Linked DNA regions of Mus musculus: region 2 is linked to region 1. A link is a contact called in public Micro-C data. All regions are on one chromosome and are shown on one strand. Each heading gives the region's core, a stretch centred on a gene start, on an enhancer-like site or on the middle of the called end of the contact. The rest is flanking DNA. Distances are from core to core; before and after follow the strand shown. Region 1 holds the start of Otp (orthopedia homeobox). Region 2 holds the start of Sv2c (synaptic vesicle glycoprotein 2c).

Region 1 (4,983 bases), core at 1,555-4,054:
GCCAGTCTTTGTAAAAGAAACAAGAAAGAAAATTGGGGTTTATTAATCTTATATTTTCTCTCCCAATTTTCAAAAGAGATACAGGTGAAATTTTCTAGATTTCATATAATTACAATTTAGAAAGTGGTTGGATAAAATATGGGCACAATAACAAATTCCTCCATTACAATTTAAGCTTTCTGGCCTGAAAAGTTCCTTCTTTGGGTCAAATATCCACAACAGACAGTGCTCATTTCCTGCTTTCCTCCTTAAGGGAAATCTTAATTATTTTATTAAAATTCAAGACCCAAATTTCATAGGTGGTGTAGTATTTTCGGCCAGTCCCTGCGCGTAAATCACCCAAGGCAAAAAAAGCCTTTGAAAACAACAAAGCTGAGGGTGTTTTGCCTGTAAGACGAAAGAAGGTGATATTTTAAGAGAATAAAACCACACCTGGAAGTTTGAGTACTCCACCCCGCTTTTTAAAGACACCAACTGCACTGTGGTTCCTCTTCCTTGTTTCCTGTATTATTATGAAATGCCCCCCATTTATCCAAATGCATAATAGAAACTCATTACGGGGTAATGAAACACTTGTCAATAGAGCTGGAGCAAGGTGCGCGCTGGGCTTAGCTTCTGGGGAGACGAGAAGGTTCCCATCTTTGTTGGAAGAAGTTGGACTTGGGCCCCGCAGCCCCATAACACCGGGCTGCTTTTGAGGAGTTTTGAGATGAGGGATGGGGCTACAATGGAGGAAGTCCATGGGGGCCTGTGATCATCCTAGCCAATATTTGGACAGAGTATGGTATCCTCCGACCCAGGAACGTAGAAACAACAAGCGCGCAGCTCGGGATCCCAGCAGAGCACAATACCTACTCCGTGCTCTAATCCTCCCCTTCCCTCCTTGCCTTCCTCCCCTGAGCCCAAGCCCGCCTTACCTGCACCCGCGACTCGGTCAGCCCGATACGCAGCGCTAGCTCCTCACGCATGAAGATGTCGGGGTAGTGAGTCTTGGCGAAGCTCCTCTCCAATTCGTTGAGCTGTGCTGGGGTGAAGCGTGTCCGGTGGCGCTTCTGTTTCTGTTGGCCCTGCTGTTGGCCGGCTTGGCTGGGGTTGGGGCCGCCCTGGGGCCCCGGCTGCTTGTCTGGGTCTTTGGCGCTCACCGCCAGCGAAGCAGGGGTAGAGCCCACGGTGGTGATGTCCTCGCCCGGCAGCAGAGTGGCTCCTTCGACCGGGTCCGAGTTGGGTGCCAGGTCCCCTGGATGACCCCCAGGGTCAGAGCCCCCCACACCCAGCCTACACTTCACCGCCTCCCGGTGGCCCAGAAGCTCGGCGGCATCTTTCATACCTGAGGAGGGAAAGGGATCTCGATCAGTACTGTCCTGGCGACGTGAGGAGCCGGTGACTTCCCTGAGAGGTTCTGCTTCAGCCCCATCCACCGCTCCCTCTGCGCCCACGCTTGCCCCGAGGCGGAAACTGCCTGGTCCTCAGCCCGGTTTCCCAGGAATTGGACAGCTAGGTTGAAATAGCATCTCCTGGCCTCCTTCTCTCCACAGCCCGCTCTGGTGCTTCACAGCTCCGGCCTTCGTGTCTCCCACAAAACAAAACAAAAAACAAAACAAAAACAAAAACAAAAAAACCACTCCCAGGCCTGACAATGAAACACACCCGAGTCCTTTCACTAACTGTAACCCTGGTGTCCCAGGAAACCTTGAGAAAATTCTTAGTCGGGTGGTGCGGGAGAAAAAGAAATCAAGAGAGAGCCTTTGGAGGCTGCTCCTCCTGAGCAAAGGCGCTAAATGAACTCTGGCCAATTCCCTCTGACTTTCGGAAGATGAATATGTCTCCAAGCCTTCCACCTCTCAAAATAAGCCCAAATCAGCTCCGCCTCCCCCTCAAATCAGAGAAAGTGTTTGGGAAACGGAGTCACATCCATCACTAAAGCTCCCCAAGCCTGAAGCCCAGAACTTGGTAACCCAGATAGCTTCAAAGAAATTTAAGTAAACTCTATAGCCATAACAGTGAATCAAACTTTAGAGAATTCAACTTTTCTCTCCCGAGAAATAAACGGCTCGTCCCTCCCCGTCACTGGTAACACCGAGTCCCTTGTAGAAGGCAGGGATGCCCGAGAGGATGAGTTGGGCTTTTCTTCTCAACCAGCACACTTAGCAAATCCACCTTCATACAGCGGCTTCTCCTTCACAAAGGAGAAGATTTTTTTTTAAAAAAAGAAAACAAATTTAAGCACACTTAGAGGAGAAGGTGATGATAGAAAGGAAGAAGGGGAAAAAGGGATGAAAGAAATTCCAAATCAAAGCAAACAAGAGTGGAAAAAGAGAGAAACACCTCCAAACAAATTATCGCGGGCTAGAACTCCTTCCAAAAATAATAATATTAATAATGAAGGGGAGAGAGAAAGAAAAAAATAAGAAAAACAAAAAGGTGTCAGCATCCCCAACTCCGTTTTGTTTTGGAATCTACATATTCCATAGATTTTTTTTAAGACGATGTTAAATCAAATTAAACTTTAATACAGCACAATTACTTTTAAAGAAATTAGTCCATTTAGGGCGCATTAAGGTAAAATAAGGAACAAATTGACAATTTCCTGCCCCGGCTTCTCCTGGCTGCCCGGGTGAGAGGCGCTCACTCACCTAGCCTGGCGTCCAGGAGGTCGGCGTGAGACAGCATCGCGCACCGCTCCAGGGCGAAAGCTGTTCCCCCCCAAATTTTAGCGGCTTTAAGTTATTTAAAATAGATATAAGCTATAAGCTATACGATATAGATATATATAGATCACCTAAATGAAAGAAAATTCGGTTTGTGGTTAAAAAGGGGGCTTCTTGCATTATAATGTCCTTTAGAGAGACGGGGAGGTGCTTAACAGATGAATGAACCCGTGAGCAGCTCGGCGAGGGGACCAATCAGGAGGGCAGCCTGCAAATGTCAGCGCCCGGAGAGTCCCCCACTCCGCCCGCCCGCCCGCCTGCGCCTGCCGGGAGGAGGCGGCGGCCGCAGCCCAGGCAGCTCCAGCCTCCAGCAGCCGCTAAAGCAGCAGCGGCCACCTTGGCCTCGCCCTGGGCCTCTGGGCCGAGCCTCGGTCAGTTCTTCCCAGAGATTTTCTCCGGGCACATCTCCCCTTTCCTTGTCCTGCCTTGCTCGCTTCACAGGCTCTGTGTATCAGAGCTAGGGTGTCCCTGGAACGGGGGCAGTTCAGACACCAAAGCAGGACATGACCTCTGCATGACCTGAGAGTCGCCACCCCCAGCCCACACACATCCCACCGCACCCGCGCCCCCGCTGCCCCTGCTCGTGCCAGCTAGGGGACACTGGACCGCGGTAGTCAAAGCCCTAGCTCACCAGGCAGCCAAGCTACCATCTCTAGAACGACCCTAAATTTCTGCCACTGTTCTGCAGGCCTTCTCTAGAGACCCAGACTCTGGCCTACTGAGCCCCAATCCCATTGCAAGCCTAGAAAATAAAGAGGAAGTTGCCCCCCCACCACCACCCCGCCAAGGTCCCCTGTCCGCTTTGGGGGAGGGGGAGACTTCATGAAGTGAGCCTTCCTCCAGAACTCCAGAAGCTGCGTTCCAGGGCCACCTGCCCGATAGGCCTACACTCTCACCCAGGTCCCAACCTGCTCTTTCGGTCAAAGTTTCTAAGTTCAGCTAGACGACCAAAGCCACTTAAGGCAGTAAATAAAGTTAACCGCTCTTTATTTTCCTCTTGGATGTGTTAAACTACTTGAACAATTTAAAGTGCTTTTGCACAAGTGAAGCGAACCATTTCTAATGTTCTGATTTTTCAGAGCCAGCCAACAACAAAGTTTAGATTAGTAATATATTTCTAACCAGAGTAATTTTCAAGATCATTAGGCATTTATGTAATTAGTGCCAAATCTATAAGCTTTTATTACGATTATTAGAGTAAAATCAGTATAAATTTGTACTAATTTACTACTGTTTAGACTTGGCTGCCAAGCCCAGAGGTTCTTATTGTAAATGATAACTGAGGAAATTAAGTGCAAAATTCTGTACCGTTTCTGATCTGCTCCCAAACAATCCGTTTCAATTGTATTTGCAGCAGAACATGATGCCCCTTTAAAGTTATTTGACTTGTATTTTTATTTGCAACACAAGAAAAATGCCCTCTACCCAAGGCAAAATGAAAACTGATATTTACTGCTCCCAACTTGATTAACATTGATTTTTAATTCGAGGGTGATGCAATTAAGATTATTCATTTAGTGCAAATAAAGCTTCCACAAAGGGTGGCCCTCTGAAGTCTGTTTTAAATAATACCGAACAAATGGCTTTTTTTGTTCGTCGCCCAATTGACTTACACAAAACATTGAAAATGCTGCCCGAGAGCAGATGCGAGGGTGTGTGTGTGTGTGTGTGTGTGTGTGTGTGTGTGTGTGTGTCTGTGTCCTTTACTCTGTGTGTGACAGGGAAGAGCAAGGAGACAAAGGAGGCGGCGAAGCAACTCTGGGGCAGTTTTGTTTCCTCCTCGTCCTCAGCCCTTTTCAAAGTCCTGCGGTGCCCAACCCGGGTGCGCGCGTCTGCACCGGGGCACACTCGCTTGTGAGTGCAGGGTCTGGGCTACGTGGGTGTCGCAGAGCGCCGGAGAACGCTCACTCCGCAGCTCGGGACCTGGCGGGGCTGCAGTGGCCGCCGGGCAGCGGGTACCAACCGGGCCTAGCAGGAGCTGGGCGCCGCGAAGCCGGGGGTGCGCTCTAGGAGGAGCCTAGGCGACTCTAGCACGCCTGGGAGCCTCGGGGGCTTTCGGCCAGCGCCTGGTGTGCTATCCAGAACGGTTTTTCCTGAAAGGGAAATCCCAAGCCCTAAAGCAAACCGAGCCCCTCTGGTAGCAGCTTGATTTTCTCTATACACCTCCCACTCCCCATTTTGACAACTCGGCCGCGATCAGCAGGAGGGGACAGTTCAGCCTTCCAGGGCGGGACTGTACGCTCTGGACCTGGCACAAGAGCACGCACCTGGGACT
Region 2 (4,910 bases), core at 973-3,472, 1.3 Mb before region 1:
AAAATGGCTGACACTTGCTAGTAAGTGTGCTCAGCGGGACCAATGAAAGCTATCTCCCTCCCTCATCATCACCAAAGGAAACCCCTGTACTTCAAAGACACAATGTTTAAATGCCATATATAGCTCAGCTCTGTCTAGGGGAACTACAGGAGCTGTTATCTTCAAATGTAGCAAGAAGGGAAAATCCAGAGCTAGAAAGTCCACTCACCCTGTGAGAGTCCATGGACCCCACAAGAACTGGTTGAAGGAAGAGTCCCATACCAGGAAGTGTGTTAACTGTTTTTTGTTTGTTTGTTTTGTTTTGTTTTGTTTTTTAAGGTTCATCTCATTGTTCTCTATACATCCATCATTTGGAGAAATAATAAATTACTATGCAACTATTACTGGCACGCCCTCAAAGAGGTATCCATCAGGGCAGTAAATGAATTACCAGCACCTTTTGCAACGCCACATAGATCCAGATACGATTTACGTTTTTAAAAATTTCACACCGATGCTGGAGCACACCTGTGCCTACATGGTATCTTACATTGGTAGCAACACAGATGTTTTACCCCAAATAATTGTTTATTAAGTAAGAATGCACAGGAAGGATGTCTAAATGAGTGGGTTAATTTTTAACCATTCCAATCATTCATCTCACAGCACCACAGTAAGTGGTACAAACCGCAAAGCATTTAAGCAAAACACACAATCCAGATGGATTTTTCAAAGATCGGTCCAGAAACTGTAGGCTCAACAGGGCCTGGGAATCCTGAGTCTCGGAATGCCAGAGCAGCAAGGAGGGGCAGCCAGAGGTTGGAGGCTGGTTCCATTTTCCTCTCTTCATCTCATCTTGAATTGTGGCACACACGGATTATAGCAAGCTGGAGTTATCTGTCCCAGGCGGTCCACGTGGTCCCCACCAGCTTCTTTAGCGAGAGCCTCCAGACCGCCTGGATCTCTGAAGAGCCCGGCTGCTCTTCTCCAGCAACACAAACATTTACATGCATTGTTTACTTATGTATCGGCACAGCCAAGCATTTAGCCACCTATTCAATCTTTCAGGCTATTTACTCTCGCATGAACTCATCCAGGGAGAGATTGTGTGAGAGATCTACCCACTGCAGCTCCCACCAGCGCCTCGCTTTGTCTCGCTCCTCGGGGTTACCATTACAAGGGTAATGATTGCGCGGCGGGCACCTGCCGGGGGTCGGGGAGCTTCCAAAGTACACGAGTTTCACGAGAGCTCGGAGCTGGTAGGGTCTACTTTATGAGGATGTCTGGCTTCCCACTTTGTCCCTTCCGATGAGCGGATGGGTAACAGGATGACGCTCTGCCCTGCCAAGACGGAGTAGATACTTGGGTGTGGTCTCTCCAGGATGAGTTCCAGTTGGTATAGTCCAGCCCCAGCGCTAAGGTGAGGCTAAGGTTGCCGTTTCTCACCCTCTAAGGCATTCCTGAGAACAAGAGCAATATTCTCACCTCTCTCTCTCTCTCTCTCTCTCTCTCTCTCTCTCTCTCTCTCTCTCTCTCTCCTATTAAAAATGCTAGAAATCCCCCCACCCGGAGTTCCGGCTGCTCCCTGGCCCTCCCTGGTTTAGGGACACATACACACATCCCGCACGTGGAGTTCCTTCCGCTACACCCCAAGTTTTGTCTCGTGTGCTAGCATGGAGATTGGGGGGTAGGCGGGGGTGATCAGCTACTCCTGACTTACGGAAAGCCTAGTCAAAATTAACCAGTTCCAGGCTCAGAAACAGAACAAAAGCCCTCCTTCCCGAGGCACTGGCCTCCAGCAATCAACAATTTCCTTGTGCTTTGATGGACCCGACCCAAGGGGCTGCCAAACGAGCAGCGCACAGTCACACTCGGTGACTAATTCAGCACGGGTGCCTTATCGACGCCCCCCACCCCGCCTCCTCCTCCTGCTACAAACTGAGCTCTGACTTCTCCAAAAGTACCTGCCACTTGGAGCCAACCCCCACCGCACCCCTCCCCACCCCCGACCCGAACCGCAGCAACACCTCCGCATCATACCGGGAGCTCGCCCAGCCTTGCACAGCGCCCTCCTCCCCCGCGCGCCGTAACCCCCTCCCTGCGCATCGCTTGTACTCTAGCCACGCCGCCGCCCGCCACTGCAGCACCGAAGGGAGGAGGCGAAGGAGGAGGACCGCAGCGTGGCCGCCGGGAGCCACTTTCCCGCCCCTCCTCTCGCTGCCGACTAGCTCAAAGGAGTCACCACTGCGCGCGCTGCAGGAGAGAGTGGCAGACCGAGGCGGCCCCGGGCTGCAAGCGGAGGGGTGCTCGCAAGGCGACGGCTGCAGTGCAGAGCGGTGGCTCAGGGCAGGGGGTCCCCGGCGCCTGAAACGGTGAGTAAGGAGTCCCCCGCAACCGTGGCAAGGGCTCGTTCCGTGCTAGGTTTTTCTTCTGTGCCGGGAGACCCAGCGTTGTAACCAGAGAACTTTTTGCAGCCTTCCAGAAGCGCAACTAGCGCAACTTTGCCAGCTCTGGCCCGGGAAAAGCGGCTGCAGGTGAGGCAGGCTGCCCGCTGGGTACCTGTGTTGGGATGGCAAGCAGGAAATCTCACTGAGGCAGTCGAGTGGCCCCGGGTTTACTAGGCAGAGGCAGGTTAAAGGTGCGCTATGTTCGGGATTCAAGGGCAGGTGGGTGGGCAGCTGCAGGCATCTCCCGACTTCTTTGGGGGCGCAGGGGTGGGGGAGTTTCAGGGAGGGCTGGAGAGACTATTCAAAACAGGCAGCCGGGAGCGCCCACTATCAGCGAGCCATCCCCGCAGCCTCTGGCTCAACTTTTTCTGCGGGGAACCCTCTGCAGATGTGCAGAAGTGGTTGGAAAGCACGGGGAGCCGCAGTCGGCTCTGCGGGAGGCTAGCAGAAAACCCGTCAATTTTCAAACTCTTACACACACACACACACACACACACACACACACACACACACACACACACAAGCTGAAAGCAGGAAAGCCTGCTGTGGCCCTTTGTAAGAATCAACACTTCTCCAACACTGCACCTCTATTGAGCAAAACCCTATCGAGCGTCCACTATGCGCCTAGGGGCGCAGCGAAGCGCATCTAAGAGTGAGGATTTCTTAGGAGAGGGACTGTCCCCAATGATGATGATGATGATGATGATGATGATGATGATGATGATGATGATGATGGCAGCAACAATTACTACCGAGGTATCTAATTTAAGGACAAGAGGAAATGGGCGACAGGTCACCATCTTCTCTTGGTGGACTTTTCCTCTCCAACTGGGCTCTAGAATCGAGAATACTTTCTCCCGCGAACTGGAACGCCTCTGGCCAGGAAGGAAAGAAAGATTTTAGAATGCCGGGATGAACTTGGCTGGGGAAGCCAGCACCCCACCTCAGATACAAGGAGCATCTCTGTGGGCGTGCGGGAACCTCAGTCCGCCACGCGCGGGGGCGGAGAGGGAGGAGCTGAGTCACCAGCTCTGGAAGTACCGCCTGGACCATGGGAGCGGGGGGGGGGGGGCGCTCGCGTCACCCTCTACGTGTGGGCGTGATGCAAATACAGCCCCGCAAGGGGAGGGCGCGGTGGAGGGAGGGCTAGGAGACCCAGCCTGTCTGGGAGCGCGCGCGTGTGTGCGTCAAAGGCTCCGGAGTGATGGATGCCCTGTGGCGCGCCCTGTGCAGACGGCAGCGACTGGAGGGACTCGGGTGGGAGGATAGACTGCGGCAGGGGTGGCAGGGGATGCCGGGCAATACAGAGGCTGCAGGCAGGCAAAGAGCTCCGCAGTGTGCCGCAGTGGTAGCACTGGGAAGGCGTCGTCTCAGCAACCAGGATTCCCCCGGGTGCCCAGACATCTTTTAAGTCTCTGAGGGATGCCCAGATGTTCCTTTCTCCCGTCAGACTCCCTTCCTTCCTGCATAGCTGATTGACTAAGAAAACGGGCGGGGAGGGGGGCGCTTTTCAGTTTACTTTTTGTCCTTAGCAGGAGTAAGACAGTTCTTTCAGAGTCCATTCATTTTATGTTAGCAAGCTTCCTAGTGCTCAGGCCAATTTTTCAAGCAAATGCTTTCTTGGTTGAGTTCCTCAGGTTCTCTAAAGCCAATCCTTTCCTAAGGCTTTTGGCAGAGGCCTGGCATCTAAGTGGGATTTGAGAAAGGCTTAGAAAAAAAAGTGGCGCTTTGGTTTTTTAAACCATAAAAATTCGTGTTGAAAGTACTGTTGGCTGATCTTGGACTCCCTGACAGAATATTAAAAATCCCATCTTTTTTTTTTTAATTTAAAATACATTCTGGGAAGCCTATAGCAAATGCCTTGACTGAATGAGCCCAAAATTTGTAGTATGTGAGACAAAAGGAATAAGGGAGATGGACTAGCAGGGAAGAAAGTGGAGTGGGAGAGTAGTAGTGACCAAGAAACCCAAGCAAAGATCTGGCTCCCTATTTCTCCAAAGATGGTCATTGGCCGCTAGAATTTTAGCTGCTGGCTTTCATCCTCCACAGCAAAGAACAGTGAAAACCAGCCCTTGGAGGGCTTCATTTCCTCAGCGTTGTGATCAGACAGCCTTGGAAGCACAAGAAAGGATGAAATAAACACCTTCCAGGAAAAAGAAAAAGAAAATAGTTTTCTTTAAAAAAAAAATGTATGGAGACTTCCTACATCGTTTCTTTAATGCAATTTGGTGCTCAGTGTCGACACACGCCGACAACAGTCCTTCCCTGATACTCTAAACGCAAATGTCATTAGCTGCTGTCTGGAGAAGGCAGGCTCAGTCGGAAGGGTCTGGAGGACATCTGGCTGCTTTTGGGTGATGTAGTGGAGAAATACATTTGTCTTCACGGCTCTACGACAGGGAAATTCACTTCTCTGGCCTCACCAAAAGATTAACCTAAGAAATTTTAGGTAAAAATGGTGATTGTTCTATTATGTTTCTTAAA

What was found. Hi-C and Micro-C count contacts between places; a contact is called where the count stands out from the background.
Region 2: a contact with region 1 is called in a Micro-C map of embryonic stem cells, with 11 times the contacts expected there. The contact joins the promoter of Sv2c here to the promoter of Otp in region 1. A contact is called at or near these places in 2 of 39 promoter capture datasets (embryonic stem cells and maxillary cranial neural crest) and 3 of 484 Hi-C or Micro-C datasets (all in embryonic stem cells).

What each region holds. Positions count from the first base shown.
Region 1 is chr13:94,873,457-94,878,439 of GRCm38.p6, reverse strand. Otp (orthopedia homeobox) reads right to left here and starts at 2,804. Exons shown (of 3, transcript NM_011021.4): 1 at 2,634-2,804; 2 at 918-1,327. The coding sequence starts at 2,670.
Region 2 is chr13:96,129,889-96,134,798 of GRCm38.p6, reverse strand. It overlaps Sv2c (synaptic vesicle glycoprotein 2c), which reads left to right and starts at 2,222. Exons shown (of 13, transcript NM_029210.1): 1 at 2,222-2,351. Gm29543 (predicted gene 29543) reads right to left here and starts at 2,074. Exons shown (of 2, transcript NR_167969.1): 1 at 2,020-2,074; 2 at 549-1,439.